Linked DNA regions of Mus musculus: all the other regions are linked to region 3. Evidence: chromatin contacts called from public Hi-C and targeted proximity ligation data. All regions are on one chromosome and are shown on one strand. The core of a region is the stretch at or near the end of the contact, and the rest is flanking DNA. Distances in the headings are between cores, read along the strand shown. Region 1 has its middle 40 kb from the start of Dkk1. Region 2 has its middle 59 kb from the start of Dkk1. Region 3 holds the start of Dkk1 (dickkopf WNT signaling pathway inhibitor 1).

Region 1 (3,757 bases), core at 1,149-3,648, 39 kb before region 3:
AGTCTCTGGTGTTTGACTGAGACACAGAGTGATAGGGCTTGAAAGACAATATGGTGTGTTCAGTCCTGATGGACCCCCGGGCTTGTGGGTGTGAAAGCCTTCAGGACAGGCTACACTTTGAATCGATTCCTCAGATATTATGAAAACACCCAAACCCTGTGAGATGCCATGAATTTTCAAAATGTTTTCAACCAGCAAATTTAAGGATTATTTGTTTAACAAGTAATTTTGGGGCAATGGGATACCCAGAGTAAAACAGATGAATAAACAAAAAAAAGTTAGTTCGTGGTAAAAATGGGTACATTGGGAGGGAATACAATTTTAAAGTCTCTAGGAGAAAAATTGTATAACTTTATTAGCCAATTAATCAATTCTTAAACAAAATTCATGCTAAGTAAAATTTTTAGTTGGTAAATAACGTGATCTAACAATGTAAACATTTTAAATTTAGTATTAAAGGTAAAATAAAAAGACAAATCGTGGAATGAGAGAGAATATTTGCAAATCCATAATAATAATTGGCTTTTCTAACTCAATAAGGCCCATTATAACTAATTTCTCTAAAAAAGAAATGATTGGAGTAGACATTTTATATACTAAGGACTAGCAAACACAAGAAAAGACTTGTTCTCTTTAGTCATCAGGGGAAACCTAACTGGATACATCACAATAAAATGGCTGTTATTGAAAAACAACAATGTTAGTTGAAATGTGAACTAGAGCTTAGTCTCTCTGTGTGTCTCTGTCTCTGTCTCTGTCTGTCTGTCTGTCTGTCTCTCTCTCTCTCTGTGTAGATCAGAGCATGACTTGTGGGTGACGATTTTCCCCTTCCACCATACGGGTATCAACCAGGGATGGAACTCAGGGTTTAAGCTCTGTAAGCATGTGCTTTACCCCATGCATCATATAACTGGCCCTAAACTAGATGTTTTTCTTTTAATTTTTTGAGAAATTCATATACCGGTACATTATATTCACATCATTTCCTCCTGACCCCTCACCTCAATTTCTTTCCAGCTCTCTCTCTCTCTCTCTCTCTCTCTCCCTCTCTCTCTTTCTCAGATTCATGACCTCTTTTGTATAATTAGTAATGTTAGACACATAATTCTCATTCTCAGGTGTATATGGGATTAGGGATGACTGCTTGGGATTGGATAACTTGTGTAGACCCAACTAGTGCATCTACAACACAACCCTATATCAAAGACTCAGGGAACATCGCAGAGAAAGAGATGGAAAGACTGTAAGAGCCAGAAGAGTAGGATTTCTGCTGCAAGAAGTCTTTTAGACATGACATAGAGCTGCACCATGAAATCTCAACTATGTAGTTGCCTAAACTAGACTTACATAATGGTAATACCAGTCCCCATGCTAAGAGGGACGAGGAAACTCACAATTTCCCACCCCTAGATATAGCAGGGACTTTTATAACATTGCTAGAGGGTATAGAAAATATTGCAACCACTTTGGAAGTCTGGCAGCACTAAGATATTTAAATATGTTACCACATGATCTAGCAATGACACTTCTAGGTATATTCCGAATAAAAATAAAAATACATGTCTACACCAAAACTTGTCTCACTGTAGTATAACTCATAACTGATCTAAACGGAAAATAGCCCAAATGTTTATTAACTTGAAGGTGAATTTCAAAACGTAAGAGTTGCAGAGAATGGAAGATTGAAGTCAATACATTCTACAAAGGACTAAATCTCAGAATAATATGATAAATAAAAGACACCAAGATGAATGACTGACTATAAAGCGTATGATACAACTTTTATTAAGTGTACAACACAATCAAATCTATCAACACAGCATCCGTATTAATGTTTACTATGAGAGGAATCAAACACAGTTATTTCTGAGAAGTCTGTACCATTTAGTGGCCCGATAGCACAGTAATAAAGCAAAAAATAATAAAGAAGTAAGGCTTAAAACCATGGATTCATATACTTCTGGATAAAGGACTGTGTTCAGAATACTAGCCCAAGCAAACGATTCTCAAGTTCAGCTACATTTTCTGCTGCAGGGGTGGCATGGAGAGACAGAAGCCACACAAAAAGACAGGGGAGGAGGTAAGAGGAGGGTTAATGAATAGATACTGCAATACTTAGAAGCTCAGTGTGAAGACAGGATAATGCTACTGCTACAGAAGCAAAAGGAGATGAAAGAAACATCATGTTTTTAGCTGTGTAATTATGAAGTAGATAGAACTTGAGAAAGAACTAAACTAAGAGAATAAATGACCTGGACTTCCCATAATTAGTACATTCTGGGCATACTGGATTATATGGTCTAATAGGCTATGCTGCCGCTCTCTAGGTTACTTCAGGTCAACAGAGTGGAAGCAACAATGTAACAAGAAGAATGAGGAGACTGACACTGTGGTAACACTATCAGCTAACTTCTTAGGATACCACGTGTCTAGATGGAATCTCTGAGACCTAGCAAGTTTAGACAGAAGTGGTGTGAGGATTTCCCCCAAGTTTGATAATGAGACACATTTCCCAGCATCTCCTTCCTTACAGTCCTGGGGAGATGAGAGTGTCTCCTCTTCATTCAATTTGCTTACCTGGTAAGCAAAGCAAAGCATTCATTTGGATTTGGGCTAAATGACAAGATGCTGTCAGGGACTTGTGTTTAGCATCAAAGCGGAGAGGAACGCCCAGTCACAGTTCTTTCCGACAGTCTTTCTAGGCCATTGTCATCTCTCCTGTTATCACCACCCCCCACCCCCTCTTGCTTGTTCAGCCATCACCCATTTGTCCACTCCAACTTTTATTCCATTTGTCTTTTACACACTCCCTGTCTGGTTGAGCGCTCCCACTCATGTCTTCAGCAAACACTGGATGAGTCTTGCAAGTAGCTGGTGCCACACTGTAGACTAGGAAGGGAAGGCTAAACAACATAAGAAAGTTCCAACCCCGCAGGGAGTTTGCTAAATATTAACCCAAAGGATACAGGGCAAAAGCAATGGGCTGGCTTCTTTATTGTGTGCATCTAAGCATATCCACAGCGTTATCTCCTCTGATAGCTTTTTGAATGGATACTACGTCTTGTAGGGAAAAAGTGTGGACAGGGTGATCAGGGTTTACAGTTTAATAGTTGTGAATTTAGCTTTGTAGCTGAGTGGAGAATGGTAGAAGAGCATACTCTCTTTTTTTGGAGGGGATTGTTATGAACATGGCTTGCTCAGTTAATGGCAGTAGTGAAGATGTGAGAATTTTATTACTAGCAAAAATACATTCACTAGCTTCTGTAGGGTAAGAAATATTTTGGGCGTAGTTTCTTTCTTTCTTTCTTTCCTTTTTTTTTTTTTTTTTTCTTGTGATTTCAGCGAAATAGGTGTATAGAATAGAGCTCTGACAATAGTAACACAAGGAACGAAATATAAACCTCATATCCCAAAGAGCTGGATTTGACTCTTAGATCTGCCACTGATTTTACCACCTTGCACAAGATAGTGACAGCCCTGGGCCCCTGTTTCTGTATCTGACAAACTTATATAATAATGCCTATCTTCTCTGAATGTTCATGGTTTCAAACACATATGGCATTTTATAAAGTTTTAAACTCTGGGCATAACCATTCATCAAATATAGGTGATAAATATTTTCCTGTCTAGCCCTTTCTTCTTTTGGCAACAACAAAAGGAAGGGACATGAAACACTTTATAATTTTTCTAGACTCAAATCTTGGCTGCATTCTATCTTTCTCAAGATTTATTTATTTATTTATTTTTTGTTTAGTCT
Region 2 (3,573 bases), core at 1,042-3,541, 58 kb before region 3:
GAAATCACGTGTCTGATTACTTAGACGAGATTCCAAAATATGGCAGAAGGGTTTTCCATAAAAAGTGTGACATAGACTAAGATGAGAGTGAGAAATCAAAGTCTGTAGAGAGTAAAGGCAGAAAAGAAAGCAGTTTGGGCTGAGATTTATCAAAACACACACATAAAACTTTTATGAAATATTTGTTGAATGAATGAACGAATGATTAAGAAACACAATTCCAGGTTCTAAGAAGCCTGGTGTTCATCTAAGAAGACCCACATGCTGGGGGGAGGGTTGTTAGTGATACACACTGGCTATGTTGTTTCTGAGGCATATGTCCAAGATATGCTAACTCACTGCTGCTGTCCAGTCTTGGTTCATCTGGGAAACAGTCCCTCCAGTAGAACCCAGGGAGAAAATCAAAGGAATAGCTATAGAGTTTCCAGTAATGCATAAAATATATACCAAATTCAAACAGGAATTATAAAAGACACAGATATTCCTATTCTCAGAGCCTCATGTACCAGCAGACAGTTCATAGAAAACTAATGTGAATTTGTTATTCATAGCACAGGGTGTAAAGTACTGATTAATGATAAAACATTAACAATTACATAATGTTATGTAGGTATTATTGAATAAGAACAGAATATTTTGTGGGGAAGGGAGTAGATTGTATCTAAGACTTAACTTAGTCCTAAGATATATAAAGATATATAAAATAATGTTTTCTAACACCAAATAAGAAATTAATAAGCATTTTCCAAATAAGCAAATGAGGAAGAAATAAAACAATTGAGACACAGAAAATGTAGACAATACAGCTAGAAAGAAATAAATTTAGATGACAAAAAATTCAAAATATTGTGAAAAAATTTTATGTTAAAAAATTTTGACAAAAGTGAAATGTAATGAAGTCCTAAAGATAAAACAGGACTGTTAGACATTTGACATTAAAATACATGAAATAACTCAAAGGAAAATGAAATGCATTTTAAAGTATAGGATAATTGTAAATTAAGAATTAAACAAAGGACAGAAAAAACATAGCTAGTCACAGACAAGTCATGCAGGTCCACCGGGAATTTCTAGGGACAGTCGAACTTCCTGGACTAACTGTTTCCAGCTGAGGCAGCTGGCATTCATTGTTCCATGGCAGGGAACAAAGGAGGGGGGATCCATATGCTGTCCTTATGTGCGTCACCTTATGCTGGGACATGAAATCTCATATCTCATCCACCATATCTCCCTGCTTCCCCTATCCTTAGAAAGCATTATAGAGCTCTGGGGGTATCCTGGATTTCTACCTGCAGGTAGATGCAAAGCAGGTTGAGCCATCACCCCCATCCTATCTATCATCTGCCACAGCTGTACCAGAATGTTGTCCTCAGATCCCTAAAGTGTTAATACGCACTGTCCTAGGGTTCATGACGAGGGAAAGTGAAGCATGAAGAAAATCACTGTGGTGAGAAGAAACACTGCAATGACACATGCTATATGTGCACAGGAAGAACTGGACCAAACTACACACTGTACGTGGAGATTACAACTGAAGATACTAAACTAAAACCAGAGAAGAGGAGGAGGGGGACACAGGAGGAGGAGGAGGAGGAGGAGGAGGAGGAGGAGGAGGAGGAGGAGGAGGAGAACACACCTAATATAAATGGAAAGATATGGACTAGGAAGACAGCTAAGCAGTTAAGAGCATTTCCTACTCTTGCAGAGGACTTGTGCTTGGATCCCAACACCCACGTGGCTAATCATCAATAATTGCTTGTTACTCTACTTCCAGGGTATCTTGTGCTCTCTCTGGTGTGCGAGACACACCTGTGGTATACGTACCTACAAGCAGCAAACACTCATGTATACAAACAATCTGTTAGAAAGAAGGAAATAGAAGGGTACATGGTCTTCATCCACAGCAGCCGTGACGGGCCCCACACAGTTGCCGCACTGGAAGGCTGGAGTCCCTTCTTGCAGCTCTCAGTAGTTTGGGGCTGAGAAGGGTCTTCAGATTTTGCTCATTCGGTGAGGTCAGTTGGCTTGTCATTTGGAATATCTGTCCTTCTAGGGACCTAGTCACATTCAAAGCCCAACCAGAACATCGATGGCCGGGATTTTACTCAGGAGTCTAACATAGCCTCTCGCTCCAGTCTGCAGACTTGGGATCTGAAGGCAGAAACAGATAAAACACTTTTCATTTCCGGTGTGTCTGGTGTTGGGAGCCGTCTGTCAGCTGCCTGAACTGTTCCTTAGTCACCAAGGGCTAACTACCACTGGGAAACTGCGCTTCCCCTGACTCTATCGCCCCTCCTGCCCCCCTCCTGCTGATCAGTAACTCTGCAGTCTTTCAGTCTGGCCTCCTTCCTTATTACTCATATAAGCCGTGCAGTGCCCCGGCTTTCACTCTCACTGGTACCACTAAGCTTCAAATTCTTTTTATGAAATTTTGGAATATTTAAGGCTATTTCAAAACCAATAGCAGCCAGGGAGAGTGAAAGATTAATGTATTAAAAACCCTGAAAAAAAAAATCACATGCCACAAACTCAGCCCCTGAAAGGGCTCTAATGTCCAAGAATTCTTCTTTTAGATCTAGTGTATGTGTGTGTTTCTTTCATATGTGCCTGTGTATCACATGCAGACCTGGTGCCTTCAGACTCTACAAGAGAGCATCCAATTCCTTGGAAGGAGTTATGGGTAACGTGAGTCACCATGTGGGTGTTGGAAACTGAACTTAAAACAAGTGTTCTTAACCACTGAGCCATCTCTTCAGCTTCAATTTTGAGCAAGATTGTTTTAAAGCTAAATGAGAAAGACTGATTATCACATAGGAGAATGGAAGAGTAAGAAAAAGGAGTATAAACAGCTATTTGTAAAAATATTTTTAAAAAAACAGTAAAATTTTATACTGTGAGATTCTAAAATGAAGATGTATTAAGGATCTCTAGGGTCACAGAACTTCAGAATGAAATGAATATTCTATCTCTCTTTCTCTCTCTCACACTCTCTCTCTCTCATATGTATTTATATGTGCATATATCTATGTATATATAGATACACGTGTATACATATATGCATATGTGTGTGTGTGAAGGGAATTTATTGGAATGACATAGGCTGCAGTTCGATTAATCCAACAATGGTCAGATGTTAATGGAAAGTCCAAGAATATAGTAGTTTCTCAGTCCCACGAAGCCGGGTGTCTCAGCTGGTCTTTCAGATAAGCTGGAATCCAGGAAGTAGGCTCCAATGTCAGTGAAGAAAAGGATGTGCTGGCAAAGTAAGGGCAAGCAGGCTAAGGATGAATGAATCTGTCCTTCTTCCACTGTTCTTCTATGGCTTCCAGCAGAAGGTATGGCCCTGATTAAAGATGTGCCTCAAGACCTGGATTAAAGATGTGTGTCATTCCACCTCAAGATCTGAATCAAAAACCTGTGTCTTCCTGCCTTAAGATTCAGGTCTCAGGTGTGCCCTCCATTTCCGGACTGTAGTTCATTCCAGATAGAGTCAAGTTCACAACCAAGACCAGCCATCACAGAAGGGCAACTCAAATTTAGAATCTTTACAGTGCAAACCCATTTGCAAAGGAA
Region 3 (3,944 bases), core at 600-3,099:
TTTCAATGATGCTTTCCTCAATTTCCCCTCGAGGAAAATGGCTGTGGTCAGAGGGCATGCATATTCCTAAGAAAACCAGAAATAGTGATTAATCCTCAGGCTGTAGTTTGTTGCTGCTAATAGCCAAGACAGGAGCAGTGGGTTATACAGACACCACTGTGAGTTACCTCACTGCTGTTGCTGCCTTTCTATTTACCAAAACTCCCCAGAGAAAGCAGTATCAATGAGTGTACTGTCGAATCGTATGGAACGCCTCAGGTATAGCCATTTTAAATGCTTTCCTACTAATTGTAGTGGAGGCAGTAGAGACTTTTCTGTCTATTTTAATATTACCCTTTGGGCTAGGAAAAAGAAATCCAGTCACTTAAAAGAAATTAATCTTAAAAAATAACTTCTCTGCTCTGGGTGCTAGCTGCGCAATGCAGTTCCGGCTGCCTGGAAGACTGCGATCTCACCCGCTAGTTACTTTACTGTATAATTTTGATATTACGGAGATTTTAGTGAGTTGACTCTGGAATGCTGCTGTAACCTAGGAAGTTAGCCACCCCTCAAGTTTATTTCTGGAGACTTCTTTGAGACATTAACATTTTGTGGATCTGTGGTTGTGTGTGTGTGTGTGTGGGGGCAGTACTTCTTTGAAGGTAGTTGAGGGTGGAGGGAAAGGGGAGAAGGGATGGAGAGCTAGGGGTGTAAGCGGTACAGAGATCTCTTTTAAAAGCTGGCCAGCAGAGATTAATCATTCTAGCTCCCCGTTGACAACAGTTGTAATAGCCTTAGAGGAAAGAGAGACTGGCAAAGCCACGCAGAGTCCACCTTAAGAAAAAAACGTCTGGCTCCCCTTTCAGAACGACCTCTCCCCCTTTCTCAAGTGCCCCAAGGCTCCCTGAAGATAATTGTTTGATGGAAGGGTCCACTTTCAGGTCTTGTTGTTAGATCACAGAGGGAGGCAAGGAAAGATAAACTTTCAAGTGCTCAAACACAAGCCAGTGACGATGTGTCAGGAGAACCCTTGCATGAGCACGCGTTTGCAGGTGGCGCCACCTTAGCTTTGACAGAACCAGAGCATTTCATTTGATTCCTGGGTCCTCAAAGGCAAGGTGGTTCTAATTTAAAAAGGAGTCCAAGACTCACCATTTTTGCAGTAGTTCCCGGGGCAGCACATAGCGTGCCTCATGCAGCGCTTCCTGCGCTTTCGGCAAGCCAGACAGATCTGTACACCTCCGACGCCGGCTGCCCCGCGGCTGGGGCTGGAGCAGTACTCGTCAGAGCCGCACTCCTCATCTTCAGCGCAAGGGTAGGGCTGTGGGAAGGGAGCGGACTGGTGAGCAACTCAAGCATCCTGGTACCCACACCTTCAAGGTCCCCATCTGCCTCTTCAAAAGCCCCTTAAGCGCGCTGCTCTTAATGCAGTGATTCCAAACACACCCCAAATCTCACACACCTAGATCTTTCTGAGACCCCCGTCGGGATCACAGCACCCCTCTTACCTGGTAGTTGTCAAGAGTCTGGTACTTGTTCCCGCCCTCATAGAGAACTCCCGGCGCCACACTGACAGCAGAGCCCGGCTGCCCCCCAGCACCACCCAGCGGTGGGGGCAGGTTCTTGATCGCGTTGGAATTGATGAGAACTGAGTTCAAGGTGGCACTGGCTCCTAGCAGAGGGAGGCTGCAGAGAGCCATCATTGTAAACACGGCCAAGAACCGGACAGCTGCCGCTGCACACACAACCATCATCTCCGAAGGACGCAAACAGGCAAAGGTCAGGAAAAGAGAGGTCACTTTGCACGGCGGCTGGCTGCAGAGTCTGGACTGCGGAACCTCAACTTCGGGACCTCCGCTGGTGGAGTCTCTGGCTGCCAGGCGCACAGCTCTGCACCGCCACCGCCACCTCTGGCTGCCTTTATACTCAGGCTCCCAGCCCTCCCAGCTCCTCAGGGAAGACAACAAAGCCGGGATGGGATTTCAAAGCTTTGGGAGGAGCTGGGAGGGGGAGTGTTTGTGTGTCGGAAGCAGGGAGGACTTTGACACTCTCCCCTCGCCCCTCCCTTGCACTGTGGTCCCCTTGTCCAGCTCACCTTAGAGTGTGGGTCACTAGAGCACTAGAGCATTAGAGCCTAGCCCAAACTTATAAATAAATAAATAAATAAATAAATAAATGGCGGGAGGGTGCACTCTGTGAGCTTGAGTGTTCTGCTGTGGGGCTGGGTTAGTTCTGTCTGAAATCCTTGTCAGAGTTAAAAGTGATAGAATATACAAAACCACGTTTCTTCTCTTCCCCATATGAGTACCCTCGCTTTCTGCGCACGCAAATAATATTCAGTATTAAATACAATGCGAGCAGCCATTCATCAAAGGTTTTGTGAAAAGCCCAGGTGGCTCCTATAGTTGCTGATTAACCCTTTAGCGTTGCGATTTGCAAATGAGGTTCTTGTCTTTTAAGTTTGTCTAGTTGCTTCCCCACTTCCCACTCCCTCCCTCCCCCCACCCAACCCTACACACACCAGGAGAAAAAAAAATGTGCAAAGACAAGAAAATTTGCACATCAAATGAGGATGCCAAGGGAAGAACTAATTCGCTTTTGATGGTGAGTTTGGGGGGGTTGGGGGTGGAGGCGAGAGACTGCCGTTTGGAAATTAAATCAGGGATGGAGGGGAGAGGGAAATAGGCACCCGATAATCAAACTATTTAATGTGGTTCTTTGAATCTGGTCAATCCCAGCAGTAGATGAACTTGATTAAGCAGACACATGAGATCAAAGTGGCTCTGAGCCAGAGCGGACAGGGTCCCTGAGCCTGGTCAGTCCTCTTTCCCTGGTTCCCTGTTCCCAGCGGTGGGTTAATAGAAGAAGATAAGAAACCCGAAGGCTTAGCTCCCGGCTTTCTCATTAGTGTTTCATATCGCTGAGCAGGAGAGGGCTTGCTTTTGATCCCAAATCAAACCTCGTCCAGGACAGGACAGGACAGGAGGAATAACCCTCTAGGGAGATAACAGAGGACCTCCTGGAAAAGAAGTGCTGAACCTAAATCAGAGAATGAATTTGAAGGGGTTTCGCCCAGTGTGTAAAATAAGAAACAACATGGACATAAGAATGCCGTGCTTATAAATTAGCGGTAATGTATGTAATAATGACTTTTATTAAAGTCAGTCTTTTATCCAACCATCACAGTGCTAAAAGAGACAGTTGTCATGAAATAACAAAAGATAAGAAATGTGAATGGATAATGTTTAAGAACAGATCGATAAATCTGAGACCACAAGCAACTGTTGTATGAGACTGAAAAGGAAGAAATGATCTGAAATCCTTGTTGGAGAGGGTGAGCTGAGATGTCCTTTGTAGCCCCTTAGCTTCTGGATCTGCTAGAATTATTCACGACACCGCTTTATCTATAATAGTTATTCTTAGGAAGCCCCCCACCCCCACAATAGCCAATGACAGTCTTGTACAAATATAACCCTGAAGTTGAGCTAGGAGGGATATTATGAACAATATTTAAATATCTGTTTGGTGGATTTCAGAACTTAAGTGTCTTCCAAGTAACTTTTAATGTTGCCTCAATTCTACCCCAAACTCCATTCATCCCGAAGAATTTCCTGTGGTTTGTTGAAAGTCTAACATGGATTAAATCCTATGTACTTATCTGGCTTTTATTAGGAATATGTGCAATTGTGTAGCAAGGCTAGTTACCCACAGATCTTTAAAATATTTGAAAACAATGAACAGGTTTTAAAATTTTGTTTAAAAGTGAATATTAGGAATAATAAAGGGGGACAAATAACTAACAATAAATCAGATTTTCCTGGCTCCACGCAGACCTACCAGTCAGTGGATCTGAACCTTGCATAGATGCCGGGAGATGGTGGAATAATGTGGTGGTGGTGGTGAGCTCATATTATCACATTCAGCATACTACTAGCAATGTCAATGATCAACGTGTTAAGTATCTT

What was found. Hi-C and Micro-C count contacts between places; a contact is called where the count stands out from the background.
Region 1: a targeted proximity ligation map of extraembryonic endoderm stem cells shows a contact between it and region 3. A contact is called at or near these places in 2 of 39 promoter capture datasets (cranial neural crest and macrophages), 7 of 484 Hi-C or Micro-C datasets (embryonic stem cells, extraembryonic endoderm stem cells, stem cell-derived neural progenitor cells and 1 more), 6 of 130 datasets of targeted methods (differentiating embryonic stem cells, embryonic stem cells, extraembryonic endoderm stem cells and 1 more) and 3 of 9 other capture datasets (adipose tissue, liver and pancreatic islet).
Region 2: a contact with region 3 is called in a Hi-C map of the N1E-115 cell line, with 4 times the contacts expected there. A contact is called at or near these places in 4 of 39 promoter capture datasets (the HPC-7 cell line, cranial neural crest, embryonic stem cells and 1 more), 5 of 484 Hi-C or Micro-C datasets (the HL-1 cell line, the N1E-115 cell line, embryonic stem cells and 1 more), 4 of 130 datasets of targeted methods (embryonic fibroblasts, embryonic stem cells and extraembryonic endoderm stem cells) and 4 of 9 other capture datasets (adipose tissue, embryonic stem cells, liver and 1 more).

The regions. Positions count from the first base shown.
Region 1 is chr19:30,507,788-30,511,544 of GRCm38.p6, forward strand. No RefSeq gene overlaps it. Among named protein-coding and RNA genes, the nearest start is that of Dkk1, 40 kb to the right of the region's middle.
Region 2 is chr19:30,488,875-30,492,447 of GRCm38.p6, forward strand. It overlaps the pseudogene Gm17885. Among named protein-coding and RNA genes, the nearest start is that of Dkk1, 59 kb to the right of the region's middle.
Region 3 is chr19:30,547,647-30,551,590 of GRCm38.p6, forward strand. It overlaps Dkk1 (dickkopf WNT signaling pathway inhibitor 1), which reads right to left and starts at 1,850. Exons shown (of 4, transcript NM_010051.3): 1 at 1,488-1,850; 2 at 1,132-1,300; 3 at 1-66. The coding sequence starts at 1,733.